6 separate regions of the Mus musculus genome follow, and regions 2, 3, 4, 5 and 6 are each linked to region 1. A link is a contact called in public promoter capture Hi-C data. All regions are on one chromosome and are shown on one strand. Each heading gives the region's core, a stretch centred on a gene start, on an enhancer-like site or on the middle of the called end of the contact. The rest is flanking DNA. Distances are from core to core; before and after follow the strand shown.

Region 1 (3,377 bases), core at 627-3,126:
CCTGCCCTGCACTGCAGAGGGACTTCATCCTCAGCTAGCTGATAATAAAACCTCTTGCAGTTTGCATCAGGTACGGTTTTCTCTCGAGTCATTAGGGTGCTGGCCAGTTCATCCCAGGAGCAGAGGCCCAGCTTTGGGGGTCTTACTGAGGCAGGTGAATGTTTGAGTTTGAGGCCAGTCTGATCTTCAGTGGTAGTTCTAGGATAGCCCCAGGTACACAGAGAAACCCTGTCTCAAACAAACAAACAAATCTTGCATATGTTAGGCATGTATTCCAGTACTGAGAGACACCCCCTAGCCATTTTTCCTATTTGGTATTTGGTATTTTCAGATAGGGTCTCTACATTGTTCAGGGTGGCCTTGAACTTGGGATAGCATCTGAATAGGAGAGATGACAAACTATCAGGCACTAATGTTTCTATTGCAACCTGTCCCTTCACCTCTCCATACCTCACTGTCCTTTCTTCATAATACTTCTTCCCGTTTGACAACGATATACTGTATACTGGAACTCTCACAATTACTCCTATTATTTAGGTTTTTTTTAAAGATTTATTTATATTATTTATATGAGTACACTGTAGCTGTCTTCAGACAGACCAGAAGAGGGTATCAGATCCCGTTACAAATGGTTGTGAGCCACCATGTGGTCACTGGGAATTGAACTCAGGACCTCTGGAAGAGCAGTCAGTGCTCTTAACTGCTGAACCATCTCTCCAGCCCACTCCTATTATTTAGTATCTATTACCTGCCTCCAACCTCTACCCTGGCAGAGGAAAACCCATAAAGGCAAGAATAATGCTCTATTTTATTCCCTCATGTAATCTGGACAGAATCTGGCCCTGATATAAGTATTCAACGCACATTTGAATGAATGTTTCAACAGAAGGTAAGGAAAATAGGGAGAGGTTGAGGTAGTAAAAGGGGAAATTAATATTAATAAATTAAAACATGTCCAGTCGGGCGTGGTGGTGCACGCCTTTAATCCCAGCACTTGGGAGGCAGAGGCAGGCAGGCGGATTTCTGAGTTTGAGGCCAGCCTGGTCTACAGAGTGGGTTCCAGGACAGCCAGAGCTATACAGAGAAACCCTGTCCCCCCAAACAAAACAAAACAAAACAAAACAAAACAAAACAAAACCTGTCCATCTTGATTATAAGCAAGCATAAACTATCCTATATTTAAGCTTTACGAAATTTTGCACATCTTTAAGAAGCAACAAAGCCAATCAATCGGTCACGGTTAGCTGTGGGCTAAGTCTAAGAATAATTAATAATAAGGTACTGAGTTGTAGTCCGAGCGGCTGTGTGAATGTCACTAATAGAGTATTGTTAACTCTCATGACGAAAGAATGTTATGGTACCAAACACACAGACTCATCTGTAGCGCTCCACTTAATTGTTCCACAGCCAAATGAAACCATTCTGAACTTGCTCTTGCCCCATGTGTCTGTTCTTTAGGAACCCTTACAGAAGAATTTATTTTACTCATGTATTTATTTGTTTTGAGGAAGGATCTCATGGGTAGCTGAGGTGATGTTGAAATCGCCGCAATTCTCCTGCTTCAGCTCCCACGATGCCGAGATTATTGGCGAGCACCACCACACCCGCAGCAATAATTTTCGAATCCCTGTTATCCAGAGAGGGGCTTGGCCACAGAGCTCAAAAGAAGCTGTTAAGCAAATTTTAAAAAGCCAAAAGGCAATGTGTCCATATCGCCAATTACTTCCGAGGCGTTGGGTGTAGCCCCAAAATTACTCGCCCCTACACATCTTAAGCGCAGCTTTCCCACGCAGAACGGTCCCGCGGAGGCCCAGGCCTTTTACGTCATCTAGCTGCGACCCGGGGAGGGAGGCGGGCTGGACGAGGTCCGGTCACGTGGCTGAGTGGGCGGGGCCTCCCGTTCATATCCCAGTGTCCCCTGTACTAACTTCCTTTCTGACCCTTTCCGGGCGTTCAAGATGTCGAAGCGAGGTGAGGAATTTTGAGTTTGGGGATCCGTTGGCATCTGCCGCGCGGGATGGCCCGCCCATCCCTTGGCGACGGCCCCCGGCGGCGGTGATAGTTTACAGTCCCGGGGCCGGAGATAGAGAAGATGGGGGCACCGCGGAGGCCTAGAGGGAGCCCTGAAAGAGGGCGATGCCAATGGTGTTGAGCTGGTGTAGGAGCGGAGCATGGGGCCGAACGGAGAACGTGGGGTCGACGGGACTGCGCGATATCTGCGGTCCCCGCAAATGCAGACGAGGTTGGAGCCTCGCAGTCTCCTTCTTCCGCAGGAGGATGCAAATAATGGGCACGGCCGGGTCCCGTGACAAGTGCGTGGTAGCCGGGGAGCGGCCGGCCCTCGCCGAAGCGTGTGCGGTGGGTTATAGTTGGGAACTGTGAGACCGAATGTGGACCCTTGTCCTGTCTGTTTCCCTCCCCGCAGGACGCGGTGGGTCCTCCGGGGCGAAATTCCGGATTTCCCTGGGTCTTCCGGTCGGAGCTGTGATCAACTGTGCAGACAACACAGGTGAGGCCTTCGGCCGCGTCCTGCCACCGTCCCCTTTTAAAAGCACTCAGTGAGCCTTTTGCTAGTGACCCACTGAGCCGTCAAGAAGGGGCAGAGTGAAAAACACCACTTTTGGGTGAAGTGGCAACGTGTTGTGTTGTTTAACTTCAATCGGTGTTGTGACAAGACACTTCTGAAAGATTACTTACAAGCCCGATGAGTTTTACGAAAACGGTTTGTTTTGGTTTGTTTGTGTTCATGCTTTTCTGAGACTGAGTTACTTGGTGTATAGCCTTGCTGACTCTATATTGTGAATTCTGCCGGTCTCATACAAAATTTACTTTTGTTTGTTTTTTTCCTATAGGAGCTAAAAACTTGTATATCATCTCTGTGAAGGGAATCAAGGGACGGCTGAACAGACTTCCTGCTGCTGGTGTTGGGGACATGGTGATGGCCACAGTTAAGAAAGGCAAACCAGAACTAAGGAAAAAGGGTGAGCGGGGAGGAGAGCTTGTTTTTTTGTTTGGTTGCTTGTTTTGGTTTGTTTGTTTGGTTTTTTTTTTGACAGTGTTTTTCTGTGTAGCCCTGGCTGTCCTGGAACTCACTTTGTAGACCAGGCTGGCCTCGAACTCGCCTGCCTCTGCCTCCCAAGTGCTGGGATTAAAGGCGTGCGCCACCACGCCCGGCCCTGGGAGGCTCCTTAAGTCGTAGTGGAAGGTAGAAGTTCTCTGGGTGTTGGAAGATGGGATCTTAATTCTGTGGCTGTCAAGGAAGCTACACATGTGAGAGCCTTTGAGATCAATGCCTCAGCTCCCTGTTTGAGACAAGGCTTGACTTGGTAGCACAGGCTGGACCTCAGTGTTGGGCTTACAGACACGGCCACATGTCT
Region 2 (3,377 bases), core at 358-2,857, 2.9 Mb before region 1:
TGTAGTAGGGCAAGAAGGACCCAGACCTCAGCCTCGGTATCTGTCATTTCCAGCAAGGAGCTTAAGGATCCTGATCAGCTATATACGACCCTCAAAAACCTGCTGGCTCAGATCAAGGTGGGAGGCCAAGGTCTTCTTGTCGGTAACTGAAGTGGGTGGCGGTCTTCGGTTGGGCGGTGAACACTGGGCCTGTCCTCAGCTCCTCTCTTCTCTCTAGTCACACCCCAGTGCCTGGCCCTTCATGGAACCTGTGAAGAAGTCAGAGGCTCCTGACTACTACGAGGTTATCCGTTTCCCCATTGGTGAGGACCCTTGTACTCACTCCCCAGCCTAAGCCCCCAGTCTTGACAGGGTAGCCTGACTCCTGTCTGCATGTACCATGGTGGGCAGCCCCAGTTACAGCCCTTCACCTCTTAAAGTCATGTGCCTTCTCTCTCGTGACCCAGACCTGAAGACCATGACAGAACGGTTGCGCAGTCGCTACTATGTGACCCGGAAGCTCTTCGTAGCTGACCTGCAGCGGGTCATCGCCAACTGCCGGGAGTACAATCCCCCAGACAGCGAATACTGTCGCTGCGCCAGTGCCCTGGAGAAGTTCTTCTACTTCAAGCTCAAAGAGGGAGGGCTCATCGACAAGTAGCCCCCAGCTGGGATCCGCAACATCCACCTCCATCTCCTCAGATCCGTTTGGGGGCTCCCGGCCCCCTCTCCCGGACTCAGCTGGAGAAACTCCAGCCAGGGACCCCAGATCTTACAGACTTTCTGGCCAGCAGGCACTCACTCCCAAGCCAGCAGCTCTCTTTCCACCTTCCTTGCATCCCACCTTGGGGAGACGTCTGGTCTGGGGCCAGCCCGTTGTAGAATGTCTGGTGGCCAGGGCATGAACTGTTGGTCCTTATAGAGCCATGCAGGCTGAGCATCCTGAGCCTGGTCCCCATGCCTGTTTCCCAGGGCCAGGACTATTCAGTGAGTAGCCTTCACATGGAAACAGCCCAGACTGGAGGAACCATGAGGGGCCTTGGCTTATCCTACACTGTTGTCTATCTGTCCCTCCAGGATTGGGGGCAGGAGGACCATTCATTCCTTGGCATTAATCCCTCGGAGGGAACAATAAAGCTTTTTTTTTCCCCTGTGTGATTGTTTTTTGGGGGGGGGGTCCGGCTTTAGACTTAGCAGGCTGACCTTTGCTTCTCGAGTCCTGACTCTTCTAACCTGAAAGCCTAACTTCAGGCTACACTGGTGCCACTGACCCCTGCAATATATAGTGGGGTGATGGACCTGGCTGACTGCCGTCCCTCACCTCCTCTGCTTCAATAACTTCCAGCCTGTCTCCCCTGCAAAGGGAGAGCAAGAGCTTGTCCTTAATGCCTGCCTATTTCCTGACTCCTGGTCCAGGAAACAGGCAGCCAAGGTCAGCCCCTCCAGGCCTTAAGCTCAGCCCAGATGGACAGGGTTACTGCCAACTGAAAACAGATGAGGAAATAGGGAACCCAGGAGCAGTGACTGTCAGCATCTCCCTTGCCAGTCTTCAATTTTTTTTTTTTTTTTTTTTTTTTTTTGATGGCTGGGTTGGGCTCCAGCTCTGGCTGGCTCCTCCCCTTGTTTCAGTTTCATTTCTAGAGCTCCAGAAACCTCCGCAGAGACCAGCCTAGTCTGCTGCTATTCATTTCCAAACCCCATCCTAATCCTGGCCAGTGCAGGCTCCAGGTAGTTATCTACGAGTTCTTGGCTAAGAACAGCCTCTGAAGCTTACTGGGCTGGCTGGGAGGAAGGGGACAGTACGTGTTCTGATCTCTCTGCCATTCCAGAATGGAGCTGCGACCCTACCAGTGGGAAGTGATCTTACCTGCTCTGGAGGGCAAGAATATCATTATATGGCTGCCCACGGGTGCTGGGAAGACCCGGGCAGCTGCCTTTGTAGCCAAGAGGCATCTAGAGACGGTAGACAGAGGCAAGGTGGTGGTACTGGTCAATAGGGTGAGTGGTCTGCCCTTCCCAAAGTGGGGTCTCTTAGCTCATCTCTTCTAGACGACCGCTCTGCCAGGTCTCCTCTCCTTGGTTCAGGAGATGGCTGGGTCCTGACATCTTGCTCCTCCCACCTTCCCCCACCCCAACTCCCAACAACTGCCATTTTCCACCCCCCACCCCAATCCAAGTTCTCTTCATTACTCTTCACTCCTAGGTACACCTGGTGAGCCAGCACGCCGAGGAGTTCAGGCGCATGCTGGATAAACACTGGACTGTAACAACCCTGAGTGGGGACATGGGATCCCGAGCTGGCTTTGGCCTGATGGCTCGGAGCCACGACCTGCTCATCTGTACGGCAGAGTTGTTACAGTTGGCACTCAACAGCTCTGAGGAGGATGAACACGTAGAGCTCAGAGGTGAGGGGGAAAGCCGTGACCTGCTCACAGGACGTGCTCCTGGGCAAGCAAGCCTCCTTCCTCTAGCCCAGCCTCGCTTTCATTCCTACCTGCTCCCTGTCTGGGACCCAGCCCAAAGTAGGGAAGGGAAGAGGAAAACTTCAGAGAAAAATGAGGGCTTCACAAAAGTGCTATGAGAAAGAAGCAGCAGCAGCAGCCGTCCACTGTCTCTCATGTGCCCCCAGAATTCTCGCTGATTGTGGTGGACGAGTGTCACCACACCCACAAGGACACCGTCTACAACACCATCTTGAGCCGGTACCTAGAACAGAAGCTGAAGAAGGCAGAGCCCCTCCCCCAGGTCCTGGGTCTCACAGCCTCCCCAGGCACTGGAGGGGCCACCAAGCTCCAAGGGGCCATTGATCACATCCTACAGGTCAGCTGAGCCCCTCCCACCATAGATCTTTGCTTGTCTTGCCTCCCAGTCCTACCAAATATACTCTTCATACTATGGCTATGCTCGTCTCTTCCGCTACCTTGAGCATATGAGGCTTGTGGGACCCTTTGAACTTACTATTCCTTTTGCCTGGAAATGCCCTTGCTTTTGAACCTCCATCAGATTCGTTTTCACCATTCAGTGAACAGCCCTGTCATTGTCACAGTCTCCCCTGGCCATCCCCACTACTCTGTCATAGAACTAATTTTAATTATTTTCGGAGTTCGTTCGTGCTATAAACTGGAAGCTGTTTGACCTGGGAACTATGAAAATGGGAACTGCTTTTTCTTTCGTTCTTTATCATGCGTACGGCGTTCTGCCTGCAGGTATGCCTACAGGCCAGAAGAGGGCACCAGATCTCATGAGATGAGATGGTCATGAACCACCATGTGGTTGCTGAGACTTAAACTCAGGATCTCTGGAAGAGCAAGCAACCAGTGCTCTTAACCTCTGAGTCATCTCTCCAGCCCTCTTTGCTGATTTTCAATTGTTTCTTCATGGTCATTTGAATCTAAGTT
Region 3 (3,377 bases), core at 359-2,858, 2.8 Mb before region 1:
GGAAATGACACACTCCATCCACTTTTGCAAGAAAGGTCATTCTCTCGGAAGAGCCAAGGCTTGGCAAAGATGAAACTGAGGATCAGTTAGGAGACTATTTGCAGTCTCTAAGTTTATTGTTTAAGAGTTTGGGATGAAAAGACTTGGGGGATGTGTGGTGTGGGGACAAAAAGCATTGATGACAAGGTTTCAAGCTAAGGGCAGTGGGTCTGTGTGATTTACCCCAGGTTTCATGTTGAACAGATGAACAGAAGAAATCTAACATAAGAAATTCAGGAAGGAAGAAAAAAATTGTTTCCCCCCCCCCCGTTGTTGAAAAATGGGTGAAAAATTAAATTCGTTAATTAAGGCAGTGGTTCTCAACCTGTGTGGGTCATGACTTTTTTTGGCAAACCTCTATCTCCAAAAATATTTACATTACAATTCATAAGAGTAGAAAATTTATAGCTACAAAGTAGCAACAAAAAATAATTTTACGGCTGGGGATCACCATGACAGGAGGAACCATATTAAAGGGTCACAGCATTTCAATTCACTGAGGTCCAGCTATCATTCTCTATCCAGTGGCCCAGGTAGTTTCCACTCCGTCAGTAATGATAAGGACCTACAAATAAGGTTAGGGACTTTGACACACACTTTCCTTAAGGGAAATTTAAATTCCATTGTCTTATTTTCGTTCCTTTTGGCTTTAAATTACAATTTCAAGGTCGTCTCCTCCCCACATTTAACCTCAGAGGGCCTCAATTTAATCCAACACTGTTGTGTGTGGTAGTGGTACTACAAAGATAATTATGCTGTCTTCCCAATCCAGACAACATCTGGCCAGACAAGCGTGCTGGGTAGAGTTTATGAGAAGTAGGAGTACAGGGGACACTGAGGAAAAGGGACCTCACCCCATGAGCTGCCTTATAAACTCCGGGGCAGGGGCTGGCGCGCCATGTCATCCTTTCTAGGCTTAACGCTGAGATGGCACTCCCAAGCGGCTGACATGAAAGCAGCCTCATAAAAGGGTCCGCGTCATTGGGGTGATGAACCAGTTGGTGCTTAGAGATCCGTGGAGGATGAAAGGAGCAGGGTGAAGACGCCCTGCGTTCCCCTCGCTTGGTTGGGCAGGGCTTCCAGGAACTGATGAAGCTGGGGATTGGGCTCAAAGTAGCTCTTCATGCCTTTCCAGGGAGGAAGCTGTGGACACACTGCAAAGTCAGGAAGGTAGTCTTGGGGGGGGCTTTTCTTCCTCAAGTGTCTTGGGGACCCCGTCTCCACCCACCAGGGACTCCCAAGCGTTACCGGAGGCTCTCTAGGATTGCTAGTTGTTATGGCAACCGGGCTGTAGGGATACTGAGGCAAGCTTAGGCCCAGAGAGGCAACCTCCTTCTGTACCCTCCTCCTATTCACGGGTAAAGTGGCGCCCCCTACGCACAGGAACCGTCCCTGGGCCCCCGCCCCAGCGCGGAGACCACCGTGGACCTCCAGGGATGGAAGGCCGCTCTGGCCCCAAGCGGAGCCTCTCGTTGGTAGACGGGCTCGAGGGAGTCCCTCTGGGCGCGGCGCCGCCGAGCGGCTCGATGCTCCGACCGGAAGTGCTCTACACCGTCTGCCTCCCACCCGGCTCTCTGGTCCCGGCGGTAAGATGGCGGCTACCGCGGAGTGCGATGTGGTAATGGCGGCGACCGAGCCTGAACTGCTGGAGGACGAAGACGCCAAGAGGTAACCAACCGGGTGGTAGAGTCATGGAGGAGACGAGCTTGCAGCTCGTGGCTTGGGGCAGGTGGACCCGCCAGCGAGGCAGCCCCCAGATGCAGAGACGATGGCTCTCCTGCAGACACCCCCCGCCCCCATCTGAGCTGGAGTCGACCGAGATCCCTCTGAAGGGGTACACTTAGGGGGTCTGCTGTCCCCTTCTGCTTCCGCCTAGCAGGGAGCTTGAGGCATGGTCTTGTTCTGCCGCGGGGAGGAAGGTGGACTTCATCGTGGAGGCCGGGTTCCCGGGCGGGGGCGGGGGGAAGGGTAGGAACCCCAGAGGTCGGCTGCAGAGTGGGGGAGGCGTCGCGGCGACAATGACGACTTCCTTAACAGAGCCCCGACCTCCGCCCGCTCTGGTTAACTTGTGTGCATTGTTGCCCGTCCTGACTGGTCGTCTCCGAAGCCCGCATTCTCCTCCTCACTTCCCTTTCCTCACTAATGACCCTTAGTGGTCTCTAGTGTGAGGCTGAGAGAATTGGATGCTCACTGTATGGACCTGGTCGCCCCCCACTCCCCGATAGCCGTAGAAGTTAAGAATGGATAGACAGAAGGGCGAATGAGGAGCTTGTCTCTTGCAGTACGGGGGCAGACGCTTCTTCGCCATTCCTCCCAAGAGCATTCTTAAGCTCAAGGAGAACAGCTGTTTAAATGCAGTTGGCACTGCTGGGCAGCTGCAGTGGCTCGGGATTGCTAGTCTGGCCTAGCCTAGGGAGGTGCTGAGTGAGTGGTTTTTCTCGAACACTTGGTGAATTCCGACACCAGCTTAAGAACGGGTTTTCAAAGCGGGGTGGGGTGGGGTGGGGTGGGGGGGTTAGAGTACGCTTGGGAGCGGGCGGGACTTGTTCTGATACCAAAGGTGAACTGATTCTTTTATCAGTAGCATGATTAATTTGATCCTTTTCTTAGGATGGACTACAGTCCCCTTACTCTCCTTCCCTTGTGGTTCATGTTCATACCAAGCCTGTAGGGAATGTCTTCAGGCTGAATAATTTGAACAGAGTCAGTTCAGGAGGTCTAGAAATCAGGATTCTGAGGGGTTTACTGTCCAAGTTAGACTTATAAGCGGTACTCGGAGAGATACGGGGAATATTGTAGTCATCAGGTGTATGGTAGTACCTGACTTGAAAGCTGAGATGCTAGACAAAGTGTAGTTGATCAAGAGCTATCAAGTTTAGCCTTGCCTCCTCCTCCTCCTGTTTGAGTTTCCATGTCATTACAGTGTCTGGAGTTAAGCATCATCCGCTCCTATATAACTTAAGGTATTGCCAAATGAGAACGGAAGCCCCTCGCTAACACAAACAGAGCTTACATTTTATTTTACTTATATTTGGAAAGAATTTAGTGCTTCTTACTGCTATAAATAGGGACTTTGGCTATATGTCATTTGAGGAATCTATCCTACTCAAGTGTAAATCTCCTGTAGAGAGTGTCACTGATTCGGACTTGAAACAGGTCTCTATGTAGACCAGCCAGTCTTGAACTCATAGAGAACCGTTCATCTGCCTCTGCCTCCCAAGTGCTGGACTAAAGGTGTGCACCGGTTACACTAGGCTAACTTCTGTGTCCCCTCTCTAAAGCAACTCCTCCTTAAAAGACCAGATTAGCTTTAGAGGGTATTTTGTCATAAATGGTCA
Region 4 (3,377 bases), core at 503-3,002, 2.8 Mb before region 1:
CACGCTGTCTTGGGCTCCACCAGCACCACCTGGTACTGATACTGGTCTGCCATTTCAAAAAGCTGATCCAGCCGCTCCCGCTCGTGGTTGGTATCATCAAGCACAAGAACCCTGATGTCCCGGCGGCAGTAGCCAGCCAGGTCCTCGTCTAGACGCTTGTACGCCTCGGAGAAGTCTGCCCGAGAGCCAGGGATGATCTTGTAAGCATCAGCGGACACCATCTTGGTGCCGTCGTGGTACTTCTCCAGGATGAGCCGAGCCAGTGTGGACTTGCCGCTGCCCGGCAGGCCGCGCAGGATGAATAGCGTCTTGCACTCGTGGAGGGTAGCCACCGTGTCCTCATCTTGAAGGAAAGGGAACTGCAGCTCTGGCTTCTCCTTTGCTCCTGAGGATGACATTTTCCTGAAGAAGAGCTTGGGCAGGAATGTGTGGCTTTTGCGGGTAAAGCTTGTGTTCTGTGTAAGAAGGGAGGAGGAGATGTCAGCCCCGGCTCCTCAAAGCCAGCCCGCAAGCACCACACCCTAGTCTCTGGCCGAGTTCTCCCAGAGGGGGACCGCTTGTCAGTTGAGGAATCCCCAAGCCTAACTTAAAGCACCCTTGAATGGTGGATGCTTTCCCCGGAGGGGAATGGTGGATTTTCTTCCTCGCAGTAGATCCTTCAGTATCTTCAACAGCTGGGTTGTAAGGTAGAGGGAATCTTTCTGAAGCTACCTAACCTCTTAGTCTCTGGCTCCAAGGATCACTCTCTGCTCCCCCTCAGAACACCTTGGTGACAGGGCACGCAAGGGCAGCAAGTGCCTGTGGCTCCCTGTCAGCCCTAACTTATATATTCTTGGCACCTCTTAAGGATGTCCTGTTTGGAGGCCTGGGGCTCTATGTATGGGCAAAGCCACAGCTGCCTTGGCTCTCTTGAGTGTGCAGAGGAGGGTGAGGGCAGGGGAGGGTGACCCAAAGACCGCCTCCCTCCACCCAACAATGGCACCAACAGATAATACTCTCTTGTCTGGGTATAGGGGGACAATGGTCCCACAGAGGGCTGGTGGGGGGCAGGGCAGGAGGGCACTGGACAAAGGGCATATTCACAACCACCTCCTCCTCTGCTCTCTCAGTGCGCCCCCTCCCCCAATCTGTAGGATTAGGGCACAGGGCACCTGTATTCAGAGATCTGTGCCCCCTATTCTGCTGTGTGTTAGCAGCACCTCTCTGACAAAAACAAGACATAGCGGTTTCAGTTGTCATCTACAACGGCTTCCGCCCCTGAGAATTTAGCTGGCTTCTGGCTTCTCTATAGCCTTGTGCAGGAACCCACTCCCAGCGCGGGCTCCACAACAGCCCTGCACTCTCTGGTGCTACCCAGACCCATTTGCCAGCTGGTGTCGCCAAGGAGCATCGACTTTCACTTCCCTGCGGCGATATTTCCTTCTCCAAAGACACTAAGACTCCCCCAAAATATCCCCGCTCGCGCCCCTTGCCTTAGGGCTGCCTTGGAGGACCCAGAGGCAACTTCAACTCCGGAACCTGGTGTCCTCATTTGCAAACTACTTCTGCCCATGCATCCCCAAGAATCTCGCTTTCAGTTAGCCTCTCTCCCGCCCCGGCCCCCACGCACGCGCTGCGCTCACCATGATGAGTGGGCGCACCGCCGTCACCGCCTTTGCGGGTACTATGTCTCCGGGGCCGCCCGCCTGCGTGAGGGACACGGGCGTCTCCGGGTGTCCGGGGCCCCCCCACGCAGGGTCCCTTTCATAGCCTGGGGGCGGGGCGCGCGGACAGGGCGGGGTCAGCCCGAGCCTCTGCGCACGCGCCCCCGGGGAATGGAAACCTGAGTGCCAGGAAGCAGCGGTCTGAGCCTTGGCAGAAAGTAAAAGCACACCTGGACTCTCAATGCCAAGAAAGAGTCCGCCACGCCACCTCTTTGTTCCTTAAAAGTTAAAGTTTAACTTTTTCCCTTCTCTGAGACAGGAACTCACTATGTAGCCCTGACTGTCCTGGAACTCACCATGTAGATCAGGCTGGCCTGGTACAGAGATCTGCCTGCCTCTGCCTCCCAAGTGCTTGGATTAAAGACATCACCAGGAGAGAGATGAACTCTTAAAACAGGAGGCAGTTGCCTTTCCTGGGTTCCCAGGCAGGCTGGGATGAAATGGGTGCAGTCAGATAGTTTAAAATTTTGAAACAGGCTCATAGACCTTATCACAACTGACATGTGAAGGAAGTACCATTCAGGCCACGAAACCAGGCCGATAGGCATCACCGCCTCCTAAAACAAAAACAAAGACCTAATTCATCAAAGTCCATAATTCTGGGAAAGGCCCTAAATGTCCTAACCTTGATTTTTGGCTCCTATAGTCTGCTTCTGACTTAGGTGTGTCAACACAGGATGTGGTTTTTATGATTAAAAGCCTACCCTGAGAAAAGTGCTGGGTGGTGGTGGCACACACCTTTAATCCCAGCACTTGGAAGGCAGAGGCAGGTGGATTTCTGAGTTCAAGGCCAGCCTGGTCTACAGGGTGAGTTCCAGGACAGCCAGGTCTACACAGAGAAACCCTGTCTCAGGAAAAAAAAAAAAAAAAAAAAAAAAGTCTAGTGAAGGGGCTGAGGGGCTGGCTAATAAAGACTTTCTATTGGCTTCCGCTTGGGTCTAAGCAGTCTTCTTTGCTGGATATCCCCCAAAAAAGGTTTGTTTTAAAGATGAATCTCATGTAACCCAGGCTAAGTTCAAACTCTCTATGTAACAAAGGGTGACCTTGAACTTCTTATCCTCTTGCTGGAAATTCATACATACAAGAACATGTCAGCTGTTTAAGATGCTGGGGTTCCTGCAAGCTAGGCAAGTGCATCCTAGCTTCGAGGACGTGGTGACATTGTTCACTTTCACTTTTTTCTTTAATCCCAGCACTTGGGAGGCAGAGGCAAGCAGATCTCAGTGAGTTCCAGGCCAGCCTGATCTGCAGAGTGAGTTCCAGGACAGCCAGGCCTACAGAGAGACACCCTGTCTCAACAAAACAAAACAAAACAAACGGATATATAATTATATATAATTTCTCAGGAGCAGTTGAGATATAGCTTTGTTAACATGGCCACGTTACCCTGAGTTGAACTTCTAGGCCATGAATGATAGAAAACCAACTCCCTCGACTTGTTCTTCTCTGACAGCCACAGGCAGGTAGTAGGTGTGTAGGTCCGCACACATAAATGCACACAAAAATAAATTAAAATGTACTTTTTATTTCTTTGAGAGATCTCTCTGTCCAGCTCTGGCTATCCTGGAATTCACTGTGTAGACCAGGCTGGCCTCAAACTCACAGAGATCCGGCTGCCTCTGCCTCCCTGATGCTGGGACTAACAATGTGTACCACCACTGCCTGGCTTAATAG
Region 5 (3,377 bases), core at 595-3,094, 2.7 Mb before region 1:
GAGCCATTTTTCTTTAATTGCCGTTATGTGGTTTTGGCAATGGAACTCGCATCATCTTTTCATAGCAAGTCATTTACCTGCTTAGTCATTTTTCTAGGACACCCCACAGGTAATTCACATTAACTACAGTCTTTTGGTTAGCTGGTGAAGACTAGCTAGTCCCAAGGGTCCACGACTTATTCCAGCGTTTGGGAAGCTGAGACAGGAGGAGGATAGACATTCAAGGTTGTTCTCTATTTAAACAACAAGTTTAAGAACAACCTGGGCTACATGTTACTCTGTCTCAAACAGAAAACAAACAGACTTTAATAAAAACTCTGAATTGCTGTCCTCCAGGGCCTGAATTTGAGCAACTTCAGAGACGATATTTATTTACTTGGGGAGAAGTGATCACTCACAGAGATTTGGGTAGGTTCTAGGCCTCTCCCTCAACTGCAGGAGCAAGGGGCACTCTAAACTGTTATTTCTAAAGAATGAGTATTAGGGAAGGGACCAAGAAAAAAAAAAAAAAAAGACGTCATCAAGGAGCACACGCTAGCCAGGAGTGGTGGCACGCCTTTAATCAGGAGGCAGAGGCAGGCGGATTTCTGAGTTCGAGGCCAGCCTGGTCTACAAAATGAGTTCCAGGACAGCCAGGGCTACACAGAGAAACCCTGTCTCGTAAAAAACAAAACAACAACAACAAAAAAAAAACCCAAACAAACAAAAAAAGGAGCACACGCTGGTCAAGAATGGGTGTTACAAGTTCAGCCATCCAAAGACTGGCCGAAAAGGGCCTGGGAGTGGGGGGCCTTGGGAAAGTGTTTGCCCAGGAGAGTGTTGCAACATTGTTGCAGGGAGCTTTTGACCCAGGGTTTTTTGCCAGGGGCACAGCCATGCAGATTCTCTGCACCCTGGGCTGACGCATCACCTGAGCTGATTAAAGGATGATTCTGGCCTCCTTCCTAGAGCTGGAAAATTGTTAGTTTCTGGGTCCATCTGGGAAGACATACTGGGACTAGGGGACAAGCAAGAGAGGCTTCCACTCCAGGGAAGCAGTGAATTCCTGATTTCCAGGACCTTATGATTTATCTATTCTGCCCCAGAAGTTCTCGGGTACCTGTTAGACTGGGCGCTCCAGTTTTGGGTTTGGAAAATATGTTCTATCTTTCGCAAGTAACAGAAAAGAGGAGGTTGTTCATTGCTTTCGGTGTCTTAGTTTGAGGTTGGGGGAGGGAGCAAGAGGTTGGGCAGGGATGGCCCCAGTCCTAAGTTTTAATCTCAGATAAATGATCAGCTCCGCCCAGATCCGCGCTCAGGTGAGCCTGTAAGAGGACTCGCGTTGGGACTGGCGTCCTTCTGGCCTCACTAGTTTACCCCTTCCTCCAATCTATGTCCTAGGTCGGACAGTCTGATTGTGTAGCGTGGTCGTGTAGACTGGCTCTGGTAAATTCCCTGGGGAGGGTTCCAGGAGCGGAGAGGCGACACGTGTGAAAGGAAAGCAGACGTAGCTTTTCAAAAGCAGGTCTAACGCACTGGGTTTGGTGTGGCGGCTTACAAGAGCCTGGGATAAGAACGTCAGTTGCTCTCCTGGGAGGGAGGAAGAGGACGCCAGGTCCAGGGAGAAGTGCTATAGCCTTTTGGGCCAACAACCCCCTCCCTCAGCTACCCAACCCGGCGGCTGGCCGGCCCAGCCCCTGAAACGATCAGGCCACAGCCCCCAGCCTCGTAGGTTCTCCTCCTAGAGCCGCCCGGCCCATCTCCCCATCCTAGGCCCCGCCCACGGCCCCGCCCACGTCCGGGACTACAAGTCCCATCAGCCCCAGGTCAGGCCTGAGGGCGGGGCCACCACAGCAGCGAATGGGGAGGAGCCTAGAGCTCAGGCTAGGGAACGCGTGTGCCCAATCGCCGGGCTGCTTAGCCTGTGAGCTGATGGGGGGCGGGGAGGAGCCCACTTGGGCCGGAACAAAAGCCGGATCCCCGGCTGCTGCAGGCGGCTGGAGCGATCCGAAGAGTTGGGGTGAGCTGGTGCTTACGGACAGAGAGCCACACTCAGGCTTTCTCGAAGAGGTGAGTACGGCAGTCGTAGGCGCGGGTGCGACCCCCCAGTACCCACTAAGCTTCCTGCTTCCCTCCCCCAACCCGGAACCACCTCCGGGCTCCCTGGCTGGGCGCTCCCGCGCGCTCCCTGCACCTGCTCGGAAGTTTTGTGCGGGTCTAAGCTTTATAGTAGTCTTCTCCCCAGCCGCGGGCCGCATGTCTACACCCTCCCAATCCTATTCTAGTTCCTGGGAGTTTGCACATTGCTTGCCACCGACCTTACTTCTCCCTCCTCCGGATTGCCTTTGCGCGTCCTGCTTCTTCTCAGCTCCACCCAGGGCCAGCTCTCGAGTCTAGTCGGGCTTTTTTTGGGACACTTTTTTGGGCCCCATTCGGGTTCCCCACCGGATGCCGGGGCGGGTAGTAGAGATGGCGGTGGCTACTCTCTCCACGCCGGCCGCTCGCAAGCCGGACTCAAGCAGGCCTGTCCTGTTAGTTCTGTGGTGAATCCCTTAAGCTCTATGTCGAAGTGTAGGGAGCGGGCCCTGGCCACGCGGGGTCGTGCTGCTTCAGAGTGCCTGAGGCCTTGCTGCGAGGACTTGGCTCCGGAGCGACGGCGCTGGATGGGCTCTCCCTGCTAAGGAGCTCCCTACTGGTGTAGCCCCCAAACAACAGATGGTCGGAGTGCTCAGGAGTCTGGATGAGACAAGCACCTAGGGTGTGTGTATGTGCGCGGGCGCGCGTGTGTGCAAAGGATGCTACCTACCTCTACCTCCTGTCAGGCCTGGCAGAGGTCTGGTCCCCAAAGCTTGCTGCTTTCTTCAGTCTTGAAATTCTGCTATGAGGGATCCCTCCTGACATAATTTTGGAAAGGACAGCATAAGGCACTTTAGTCTGCCAGCCAACCCTGTCTGTCCCCGCTTTAACTTTGCTCAGCATGTCGGGTTTCTTTACTATCGAGAGATAACTGTCCTGGAAAGATCATTTCCACCTCTTAGAAAGCTGCTTAAACGCTCCCCTCTGCGGGGGGGGGGGGCAGTAAAAGGAGGCCTTGAAGACAGAGTAGCTGCTGTTTTTAATCTCTATTTAGACACTGTCTGCTGTAGCAGGGAATACTCGGAAGAGTTCTGTCCGTTCCTTTGCTATAGGGGATTGCTTGCTTGTCATCCCCTCCCCCTCCCCAGCCCTTAAAGTGAGAGTGTTTTGTCGACCCTCCTCAGTGGGTCCCAGAGGAGTCTTCTTTAAAAGCAGGCTTCATTCATTCACCCTTCCCTCTGGGCTGCTCCTGGGGCCTCAGTGAGTGAATTCAGTCCTCAGGCAGTCACTGTAGAAAATAGCCCATTCAATTCAAAAGATCC
Region 6 (3,377 bases), core at 342-2,841, 2.7 Mb before region 1:
GTCCCCTTATGGCCTCTTCAGGCGCATCATGTATGTGGCCCAGACAGACATACATGCAGGCAAGATATCCATCTATAAAATAAATGAATAAATACAAACTTTAAAAAAAAGATATTTACTATCTTCCTGTTGTTGTTGTTTTGGTTTTTTTGTTTGTTTGTTTGTTTTAGAAATAGATTCTCTATAGCCCAGGCTGCCCTTGAACTACTGATTCTCCTGCCTCAGCCTCTCCAGTTGCTGGGATTACAGGCCTGAGCCACTATGCCTGGATTATAAACTGGTCCTTTCGGAGCCTTATCTAGAGTGTAGGATCAGGTCTGTCCAACTTTTTTTTTTAACGCTGCAATGGCATGCTGTCAACCTACAAAGCTTAGACTTGAGAACAGCTCAAACCAGTTATAAACAAACACAGAGCCTCAGTGATGGGAGACACGGCTCAGCTTCCCCCCCCCCCTCCGGTGTACCTAAAGTAGGAGCTGCAGCTACAGAGGATGTTCTTGTGGGCATTGAACTCGAAGCCATTGACTTTGATGACCACGTCGCAGAGCTTGCCCTCAAGCCGGAGCTCGTTGAAGATCTCACAGGTCATTGCACTCATCTTTCTTTCCATGTGAGGCTGGTGGAACCGGGTGGAGGCAGCGGTGCTCTCCATCTCCATGGCTCCTTGGGACCAGGGGAGAGAGGCTGCTCTCCTGGGGTGTTGGGGAGGGTTATGGGGGGCCCCTTTAGCCAGCTGTCGCTCCTTTTCCCTACTACATCTTTCATATAGGGACCATCAGGCAGCCCAAGTTCCAGAATCCTGGGCAGTGAGATCACTCAGGATTGTGCTCTCAGGTTCTGGAACCCCCTTCTTGCCCCTTCTTTTCCTCCCCCTCCCCCCAGAACATACAGGTAGACCACCCCACATCTCTTTCCTCGACCTCAGACCTAGGGCAGAACTGTGACCACCAACACAATTGAGCCTTTACTGAGTCTGCTGCTTGTTGCATCTTCAGGTTGGGTCCCCACCTCCCTGCAGCATCCTTCCAAAGCTCTCTCTGGGCTCCCCATGGGTGCAGAGGCAGAAGCAGAGCTGATCAAATATCATGCTGGCCAGGGTCTTCCAGCCCCTGAGATGCCTTACTGCCTTACTTTGCTTGTGGTGCTGATGAAGAGCCAGTTAGGGAAGTGTCTCCTGGATACACCCCCTGTCCAAAATGCACTTGAATACCTAGTGGGTTGTTCTTTGCAATGCAGGGGATGAAATTCAGGGCCTCATACCTGCAGGCAAGAACTCTCTCACTAAGCAGTGACCCCCAACCCCAGTAAAGATTGCATTTGTGTTCCAGAAAGAGTGAGTGACAGGCGCCCATACACACCAAAGCCTCATGACAGCCAGCCCACATACAGGACCCCAGCGTCTTGGTACTCCCCCCCCTCGCCCCCCAACGTTCCCCCACCCCCACACACAGTAGACCATCTTCCCCCACACACCCCCGCACTCCCCACTCTTGCTTCTCCTGCCAGTATCCGGAGCCAGCCTGGAAACGGCCTGCAGCTCCTAGACCGACGCGACTAGTGCGAGGCGACGCCTGCGCAGTGTGGCTGTAAGGCGGGCGCTGTCTTCGGGGCCGCCCACCAGGCCAGCGGCGTGATGGCGGAGGAGGTGAGGCCACGGGCGGGGACGGTCCCGCGTGGCGGGATCGCGGGTGCGGAGAGACCCAGCTGTCCTGATGCCCATCGCGGCTCTCGGGTCAGCGGGTCTCTTGGGTCTCACGACAGGTAAGCAGCCTGATGAAGGCCACGGTCCTGATGCGGCAGCCCGGACGGGTGCAGGAAATTGTGGGCGCCCTTCGCAGGGGCGGAGGAGACCGCCTGCAGGTACCGGGGCTTGGGGTAGGGCGGGAGGGTGCCTGCCCTGCGGCCTTCCCGCCAACTGGGGTTCGCGCTCTGCGAGCCTGCGCCCTAGGGTGGTCATGGACAAACAGATTGGTTCACCTCGGGAAAGAGCCTACCTCCCCCAGTAGCCAACTTTCAGAGTAGTCAGATGTGACCCTTTTCCTGCCGCTTGGTTTTAGAAAGCAAGTGGGTGGAGGCCCCCCTCCCTCCCCCAGTCGAAGATAAGGGAGATCCACAAAGGTCGGAAGGCACCTTAAGAAAGAACCAGTGTATAAAGATGCCACAGAAAGTCACCCCCACATTTGGGGGACTTTGTTTTCTTCAGGGTTAACTCGTGTCCTGACACAGGATGTCACTTTTTTCCTTCTTTCTTCTGTCTCTCCCTAACCTTGCAAAGGCTTTGCTGCAGCTTGGTTAGACTTCCTCCGCTACCCCAGGCTGAGGCAAGGGCCAGGATAGACCAGTACCTAGTCAACCTAGTCAACCTAGTCAGTCAACCTAGTCAACCTAGTCAGTCAACCTAGTCAACCACCATCATCCGCCCTTTGTCTCTTAGGTGATTTCCGATTTTGACATGACCCTGAGCAGATTTGCTTACAATGGACAGCGATGCCCTTCTTCCCACAGTAAGTCACATTTTAGCTTTCCTTGTAGGGCTCAAGATGACAACTGCTATGGAGCAAATAAAGGGAGTCTTGTGTGTGTGTGTGTTTTCTTTTTTCAGATATTCTGGATAACAGCAAAATTATCAGTGAGGATTGTCGCAAAGAGGTGGGTCATTCCCTTCTTTGCTCAAACATGGCTGTGGTATGCTTCTGGGGTTGAACCACAGCGTCCAGGACTGAAATCTTAAGAAACTCCGTTCCTTAAACACAGTGTGGGGAGACCTGTAATCCCAGAGGCTGAGACAGGAGGATCCCAAGTTCAGAGGCTGCCTGGATTCCAGAAAGAGTTCAAGGTCACTTAGGCAAGGAAAAGGAAGCTGCATGGGTGTTGGTGGCGCACACCTTTAATCCCAGCACTCAGAAGGCAGAGGCAGCAGATCTCTGTGAGTTCGAGGCCAACCTGCTCTACATATTAAGTCTCAGCCAGACAAGGATAGATAGGAAGACCTTATCTCAAAAACAGAGGGAGTCTGGGTCAGAGGAAGCTTATCAACCATTCGAGACACTCTGGATTTGCTCCTTAGTTTCACTTGGTTTTGTTCTTCCATCATTCTTTTTTAAAAGTTGTTACAGTAAAGGAGATATGGTTTTCTTATTGGGTTTATTTTTATTATTTTAAAGTGTATGTGTGTGAGTGGGGTACATAGACATACAGATACCCTTGGAGGTCACAGGAGTTTAGAGTCGTGAATTGCCTGATGTAGGAACTAAGAACTGAACTCCAGCCCTCTGGAAGAGCAGTCAGTGCTCTTAACTGCGGATCCATCTCTCCAGCCCCTGGATCTAGTCTTAATCCATGAGGACAGCTTTTCCTTATTGGCTGAGACACAGTGA

The links. Promoter capture Hi-C pulls out the DNA fragments that hold promoters and counts their contacts.
Region 2: a contact with region 1 is called in a promoter capture Hi-C map of hippocampal neurons, with 4 times the contacts expected there. The contact joins the promoter of Dhx58 here to the promoter of Rpl23 in region 1. A contact is called at or near these places in 4 of 39 promoter capture datasets (hippocampal neurons, liver and pre-B cells).
Region 3: a promoter capture Hi-C map of cranial neural crest shows a contact between it and region 1. The contact joins the promoter of Dnajc7 here to the promoter of Rpl23 in region 1. A contact is called at or near these places in 2 of 39 promoter capture datasets (cranial neural crest and hippocampal neurons).
Region 4: a promoter capture Hi-C map of pre-B cells shows a contact between it and region 1, with 5 times the contacts expected there. The contact joins the promoter of Cnp here to the promoter of Rpl23 in region 1. A contact is called at or near these places in 2 of 39 promoter capture datasets (hippocampal neurons and pre-B cells).
Region 5: a contact with region 1 is called in a promoter capture Hi-C map of pre-B cells, with 4 times the contacts expected there. The contact joins the promoter of Acly here to the promoter of Rpl23 in region 1. A contact is called at or near these places in 2 of 39 promoter capture datasets (hippocampal neurons and pre-B cells).
Region 6: a contact with region 1 is called in a promoter capture Hi-C map of pre-B cells, with 5 times the contacts expected there. The contact joins the promoter of Nt5c3b here to the promoter of Rpl23 in region 1. A contact is called at or near these places in 2 of 39 promoter capture datasets (hippocampal neurons and pre-B cells).

What each region holds. Positions count from the first base shown.
Region 1 is chr11:97,780,938-97,784,314 of GRCm38.p6, reverse strand. Rpl23 (ribosomal protein L23) reads left to right here and starts at 1,876. Exons shown (of 5, transcript NM_022891.3): 1 at 1,876-1,971; 2 at 2,426-2,509; 3 at 2,853-2,981. The coding sequence starts at 1,959. It overlaps Snora21 (small nucleolar RNA, H/ACA box 21), which reads left to right and starts at 2,549; the gene lies at 2,549-2,676.
Region 2 is chr11:100,702,501-100,705,877 of GRCm38.p6, reverse strand. It overlaps Dhx58 (DEXH (Asp-Glu-X-His) box polypeptide 58), which reads left to right and starts at 1,607. Exons shown (of 13, transcript NM_030150.2): 1 at 1,607-1,707; 2 at 1,809-1,977; 3 at 2,183-2,384; 4 at 2,609-2,799. The coding sequence starts at 1,810. Kat2a (K(lysine) acetyltransferase 2A) reads left to right here. Exons shown (of 18, transcript NM_001038010.2): 16 at 54-117; 17 at 218-302; 18 at 447-1,132. The coding sequence ends at 640.
Region 3 is chr11:100,617,858-100,621,234 of GRCm38.p6, reverse strand. It overlaps Dnajc7 (DnaJ heat shock protein family (Hsp40) member C7), which reads left to right and starts at 1,608. Exons shown (of 14, transcript NM_019795.5): 1 at 1,608-1,707. The coding sequence starts at 1,631. It also overlaps a transcript of Nkiras2 not described here.
Region 4 is chr11:100,573,314-100,576,690 of GRCm38.p6, reverse strand. Cnp (2',3'-cyclic nucleotide 3' phosphodiesterase) reads right to left here and starts at 1,752. Exons shown (of 4, transcript NM_009923.2): 1 at 1,623-1,752; 2 at 1-455. The coding sequence starts at 1,625.
Region 5 is chr11:100,526,467-100,529,843 of GRCm38.p6, reverse strand. It overlaps Acly (ATP citrate lyase), which reads left to right and starts at 1,844. Exons shown (of 28, transcript NM_134037.3): 1 at 1,844-2,049.
Region 6 is chr11:100,439,312-100,442,688 of GRCm38.p6, reverse strand. It overlaps Nt5c3b (5'-nucleotidase, cytosolic IIIB), which reads left to right and starts at 1,591. Exons shown (of 9, transcript NM_001102650.2): 1 at 1,591-1,645; 2 at 1,762-1,860; 3 at 2,435-2,504; 4 at 2,603-2,649. The coding sequence starts at 1,634. Klhl10 (kelch-like 10) reads right to left here and starts at 765. Exons shown (of 5, transcript NM_025727.3): 1 at 465-765. The coding sequence starts at 658.